Regions from separate parts of the Mus musculus genome. Here region 1 is linked to region 2. Evidence: chromatin contacts called from public HiChIP or PLAC-seq data. All regions are on one chromosome and are shown on one strand. The core of a region is the stretch at or near the end of the contact, and the rest is flanking DNA. Distances in the headings are between cores, read along the strand shown. Region 1 has its middle 4.1 kb from the start of Gm30413. Region 2 overlaps Ksr1 (kinase suppressor of ras 1).

Region 1 (2,700 bases), core at 67-2,566, 180 kb after region 2:
CTTGAACTTACAGAGGTCTACCTGCCCCTGCCTTTATGGTGTGGAGATCAAAGCTGCCCATTCCCACCCGTTTCTGTGAATGGAAATATCTCTCATGAGTGAAGATATCTAAGGACTGGAGAGATGGCTCCATGGTTAAGAGCACTGACTGCTCTTTTAGAGGACCCAGGTTTGATTTCCAGCACCCACATGGTTCTCACAACCATTTGTAGCTCCAGGTCTAGGGGACCCAATGCCCTCTTCTGGCCTCTGAGAGCACTAGACCCACACAAGGTACACAGATTAAAGATAAAGAGTAGCAAGATGGCTTAGTGGATGAAAATGCTTGCTGCCAAGCCTGGAGACATGAGTTCAATTTCCAGGACCTCTTAGAGTAAAAGAAGAGAACCAACCCCCCCAACTTGCTCCTCCCCACCCCGACCTCCACATGTGGGTCATGCCATGTATGTGTGTATGCAGAAATAAATAAATTGTGATTTTTTAAAAAATGTTTAAATGAATCCATTATTTATAAAAAGAGAAAGATGAGGGACAAGGGTGTGCCTCAATTGGCAGAGCCCTTCCCTAAATGCATCAAGTCCCAGGTTTGGTTTTTAGTGCCATATAAACCATGAGTGGTGGCACTTGCCTGTAATCCCAACACTTAAGTAGAGGCAGGAGGTTCAGAAGTTCAAGGCCATGCTTTGCTATGCAGTGAGTTACAGGACAAGCTACAATATGTAAAACAGAAAAAGAAAAAAAAAAGGTGAATATAGCCCATGCCTTTAATTCCAGCACTCGGGAGGCAGAGTCAAGTCAATCTCTGAATTTGAGGCTAGCCTGGTCTACAGAGTGAGTTCCAGGACAGCCAGGGCTACACAGAGAAACCCTGTCTCAGAAAAATAAAACCTAAAGAAAAGAAAAACGTGAAGATAAATTGAAGATGTTAAGGGGAGGCAGGGGGCACAGAACTCACTGTCCAAAGCCCTATGTTATATGATGTGCCAAAAGGAGTCTGAGGAGAAACTCTCCTTTACAAAAACAGGCATCTTCAGATCAGAAGAAAGTGACCAATAGCTCTGTGGGATTAAACTCTCCAAGTGGATGTTACTGTTTGAAGAGTGTGGCAGAACTCTGCCCAATGGAGTTTAACACAGGCAACAGTGGCAGCTGAAAGGACAGGAGGGTGGCAAATGGGGGCTGTGGTAAACAGCAGAGACTAGCATGTGAAATGATGCAGCATTAACTCCAAGTAGACCTTGAAACCACAAAACCACTAGAGAAACCACTAGGAAATGCCCAGAAACAATACATACAGTAAGGCCCAGTGTGGTTTTGCATGCCTCTAATCCCAGAACTCTGGAGGGAGATGATCAGGAGTTTCAAGGCTAGCCTGAGCTGCACAGCAAAAACCCTGTTTAAAAGAAGAAAAGGGAAAATCAAACAAGGAATCTTCTCTTTTAAGTGTGTGTGTGTGTGTGTGTGTGTGTGTGTGTGTGCGTGTGTTTATGTGTTTATGTGTTTATGTGTTCAGGAGCTCACAAATGCCAGAGGAGGGTGTCAGGTCCCCTGGAGCTGGAGTTAGGGCTGATTTTGAGCTGCCATGTGCATGCTGGGAGTGAAACCAGGGTCTTTTGTAAAGACAGAAAACATTCTTAACCTCTGAGTCATCTCTCCAGGCAAAGAGGAGGGATTCTAAAAAAAGTTTTCAAGCACATTTGGAAATGGCGAAGCTGTACTGACCTGTATGTGGGCTCCAATCGTCATGTTCAGAGCTGTCCTGAGATGGTGAGGGGATGGAGAGGAAGTAGCTGCCTGGGAAGTGGGGGGGGGGGGGATGTTTCTTACTTAGCCCTAGAGGACTAGCTAATGTTGTCAGTTCACAATGAAGGCATAGCCTTCACTCATATGACCTCTGGGACTAACCCTGACCCTTCCTGCCCAGATCTAAGAGTTCAGAAGGCCTCTTGTCCCACGCCCGAGCCTTCTGCCTTCCTTGCTTGCCATCTCTTCATTCGTACTTAACCACATGCCTAGGAAGCACAGAGCAGCTGCGGCCCTCTGATGGGTTTGTCTGGGCTGCCCAGTTGCATCCACTCCCCCACTCCCTGGGTTCATGTCAGCCCTACACACAAGCCAATGTCTGCCCTGACTGTGGTCCTAGATCTTCAGACACAGGCAAAGCGGTGAGAGAGAAGGCAGCGAGAGCAAGGGAGTTGTGGGCCCTTCTGATGTTGCCACTGCCCTGGGCTCCTGAGGTCCTGACACCCAGCACAGAGCTGCATGGTTCTCCTTAGCCACGAGGAGGAGATTACTGACTCATGCGTTCATGCATGCATGCCCTCATTTATTCGATACCATGAACTCTCTGCCAGATTCTGGAAATACAGAAATGGGAAATGGGGAGGGGCCATAAAGGATTGGGAGAAGGAAAGGGAGGGAAGGCTTTGGTTTGGATGTATTGTATGAGAGAAGAAAAAAAGAAGTGGAAACCAGGATTCTACTCACATCCAACCTCCCGGTAGACTAGAGGGCAGACACATTCTGTGTCTGTGAGTAGGTGTATGGTAGTGGTGAGTTCATCACTATTCATCAAGTGTACCAAGATGACAGACACGGCGGGAGGCTCCCAGGGGAGGGGCAGCATCTGTGATGAACCCTCGAGTGAGTAGAAGCTAGCCAAGTGACAAAGGGGAACCAGCCTGCAGGGTGGTGCATGTC
Region 2 (2,825 bases), core at 101-2,600:
TCAGATGCAAGAGGTCATTATGGATTATGGGAAATCAAAGCAAGAATGTGAGAAGCTGGCATGCAGAGACAGAATGGGAGGGTGGGTAGGACAGCCACACACAGGCAGAAAACGAGAGAATGGCAGAAACACACTATTCCTCCAGAACTGGACAGGAGTTCTTAAAGTCGGGGTGACCATAGCGTCCTTTCCCGTAGTAGCGGCTCCGCCAGCGGCTAGGGGTGCCCGAGACCGTTTCACCAGCAGTTGAAGAGAGCCGTCCAATCCGGTCCAGCCCGGTGGGTGATGGCAGCCAGCAGACAGGTGGAGGAGTCAGGATGGTAGAACAGGGGAGATGACAAGACAGGCCAGTGTATCCGCCACCCCCCCAAAAACGAAAAGTGATGAAGCCGACAGGAAAGAAAACAGAAGTGAGAGTTAGAGACCCCATGTCCGAGGAAGCCACGGAAGCCTGGGAGCTGGTGGCTGTGGCCTGGTGACGGTCCCTACTAGTGGACTCCTCTCCCATCTGTGAGCTGAGACCGTGGGGATGACTGGTTTTCAGAAACAGGAGTCATCTCTGAATGCCAGTGTCCGGTGCTGGCATGGTTTCACAGAGGAGGAAGCCTGTACCCAGAGGGCCTAAGGAAGATCTACAGCAGCAAGCAGCACAGGGCTCAGCCCTGGGGCCTCGTGACCCCTCCCCCACCGCCAATGCCAGCACCTCCCTTGCCCAGCTTCCAGGATTTACCGCCTGATGACTGGCAAAGTTTATGCAACTCTGGATCTTCCCTAACGCCCACTGTGAAAGCCAAGACAAGTGACAGGGACCCAGATCCTGACAAAGGGTTGTGGCTGGAGAGGTGTCTTTGGGAGAGGAAGCCAGAGAGCCAAAGTAGAAACAGAACAGGACAGAATACAGAGGAGATGACAGCAGCCTCTTCTGCTCTGTGTCTCAGGACACAAAGGGCCACTAGGGGGAAAGGCTTCTGACACGGGTGCCACAGAGCTCAGTGGCGTGGCTCACTAGGGGGCGGCAAGCTCCCAGTGCTCAACAGTTCAGTGACTAAGTGGGTGCCAGCCTAAGCAATACTGATGTTGCTTATTGGGGGCTGTTTTGGTACTCACATGGACCTGACCTCTGACCCCTTCTCTCAGGCACAACTCTCCCACCATGGTCTAGCCTGGGCTTGGTGTCAGTGACAGTCTATTACGGTGATGTGTGGATTTTCACAGGTGGAAAGGAGGTGCCCCCCATTACAGGGGGCCTCCAGCATCAACTGGGGAGGTGAGAATCCTTCAGCTCCTACACCGTGGAAGCCTTGGATTGTGGTCTGATGCATGTCCAGCAGAGGGCGCCCTCAGACACTCTAGACAGAGGCGCTCAGGATGGTTCACAGAAGGAGGGAGTACTTACTCAGCCGACTTCCAAAAGTGCCCAGGGTGGGAGAGCCGCCGGTTCAGCTTGGGCAGCCTCTCCAGCATGTCCATCAGCAGGCTGAAGCTGGGTCTCTCCTGCAGATCGAAAGCCCAGCAGGCAGACAGGATCTCCTGTAAAGAAGCACTGGGGTTGGTGGTGTGTGGGCATCTGGGTAGTGAAGCACAAGGACAGAGCATTTCCCGAGGAGCCCCAAGAAGCACTCAAGTGCCCCGCGCATCTGTGGAGTCAGAATCAGGTGATCCTCCAACCTTCCAGGTCAAAGAGGACTTGTCTGCTTTCCTTCCCCCTCGACTTGTCAGCGACCAAGTCAAACAGAATGGAAAATGGGAGAGGTCAGAATGAAAGCGGACGGCCTTTCAAGATGGAAGGTACATCCTATGAACATGAAAACATCTGAAGGTAAATGCAGGGTTCTTGGAAAGCATAGAGAACGGCCCTGCCACTAGGGGGCGCCTCAGCGTTCCAGAGCAGAGACTGGACAGGCAGGACTAAATACAGGAGCAGCCGCTGAGAACCCTCAGAACAGCTGCCATGACAGAAGGAAGGCTTTCTTCTCAGGGTCCACTCAGCCCCACAGCACCCTCTGTAGTCCTGACATCCAGGGGTGTGGCCTGCACACGTTGCCAACACAAGGCACACACCCCTGACACTTTTGTTCTCCATATAACGGTATTAGGTATTAATGGTCCCTGTGCCTGTACCACTACGAAAGCCTTCTCAGTCATGTCACATGCCCAGCCCACACTTGTCCTTCTGTCCCTCTACTCACGCCGACTTCCTTCCCCAGGCTGACGGATGCCAGGACGCGCCGTACTCCTTCCCCACTTCCAATCTGCCAGATCAAGGCCTCAGCAGGCTGGTGCTTAAAGGGCCAGTCTCTTGCCTGTAGTTCATACCACACAGTCCTGTGGAGACACACCACAGTGTGAGCTACTAGAGCTCCACAATGGCTGGCCCACGCTAGATGCCAGAGACCAGAGGTCAAAGGCAGTCACTCTGCCCAGCTAGCACAGCCATGACTTTCCAAGGCACACCTCCCCCCCGCCCCCACCAGGGCCTTCTCATTTGCACTTGGGGGGGCCAGTGGTCGACTCACCCGAATGCATAGACATCGGCTGCTTTGGAGAAGGGCAGCTGGTCCTCGTCCCGCCCCGGGATCATTTCTCGTACGATCTCGGGGGCCAGGTAGCACAGCCAGTCATGTGACAGTTTCAGTTGGTTCTCGCGCCTGGAGGTCAGGACAAGAACGACACCTCAGTGGGGGAGCGGGTGGCCTGACTACACACATCTGTACTCACAAGTGGTACACAGAAAGCCAAGAGAGGAGCAGGAGATCTTGCCTTTGAATAGGATGGGCGCGTCTAGGGAGGGAGGCCACAGTTGGGAATGGCGGGGAGCCGTCAGT

What was found. HiChIP or PLAC-seq counts read pairs in DNA pulled down with a chosen protein or histone mark.
Region 1: a contact with region 2 is called in an H3K27ac HiChIP or PLAC-seq map of the HPC-7 cell line, with 8 times the contacts expected there. The contact joins two enhancer-like sites. A contact is called at or near these places in 1 of 15 datasets of contacts at CTCF or cohesin (the NIH/3T3 cell line), 26 of 484 Hi-C or Micro-C datasets (B cells, the C2C12 cell line, CD4 T cells and 21 more), 18 of 115 datasets of contacts at active chromatin or transcription factors (the 230-238 cell line, CD8 T cells, the HPC-7 cell line and 9 more) and 4 of 9 other capture datasets (adipose tissue, embryonic stem cells, liver and 1 more).

Annotation. Positions count from the first base shown.
Region 1 is chr11:79,195,060-79,197,759 of GRCm38.p6, forward strand. No RefSeq gene overlaps it. Among named protein-coding and RNA genes, the nearest start is that of Gm30413, 4.1 kb to the left of the region's middle. Within about 2 kb of position 1,317, at least 71 of the 459 cell types and tissues checked have an H3K27ac peak or open chromatin away from gene starts, as enhancers often do. A contact at or near this core is called in the G1E-ER4 cell line, the HPC-7 cell line, pancreatic cancer cells and 1 more, where this site is marked.
Region 2 is chr11:79,018,166-79,020,990 of GRCm38.p6, forward strand. It overlaps Ksr1 (kinase suppressor of ras 1), which reads right to left. Exons shown (of 19, transcript NM_013571.3): 16 at 2,517-2,648; 17 at 2,190-2,325; 18 at 1,397-1,530. Among named protein-coding and RNA genes, the nearest start is that of Gm11201, 4.0 kb to the right of the region's middle. Within about 2 kb of position 1,351, at least 30 of the 459 cell types and tissues checked have an H3K27ac peak or open chromatin away from gene starts, as enhancers often do. A contact at or near this core is called in the G1E-ER4 cell line, the HPC-7 cell line, pancreatic cancer cells and 1 more, where this site is marked.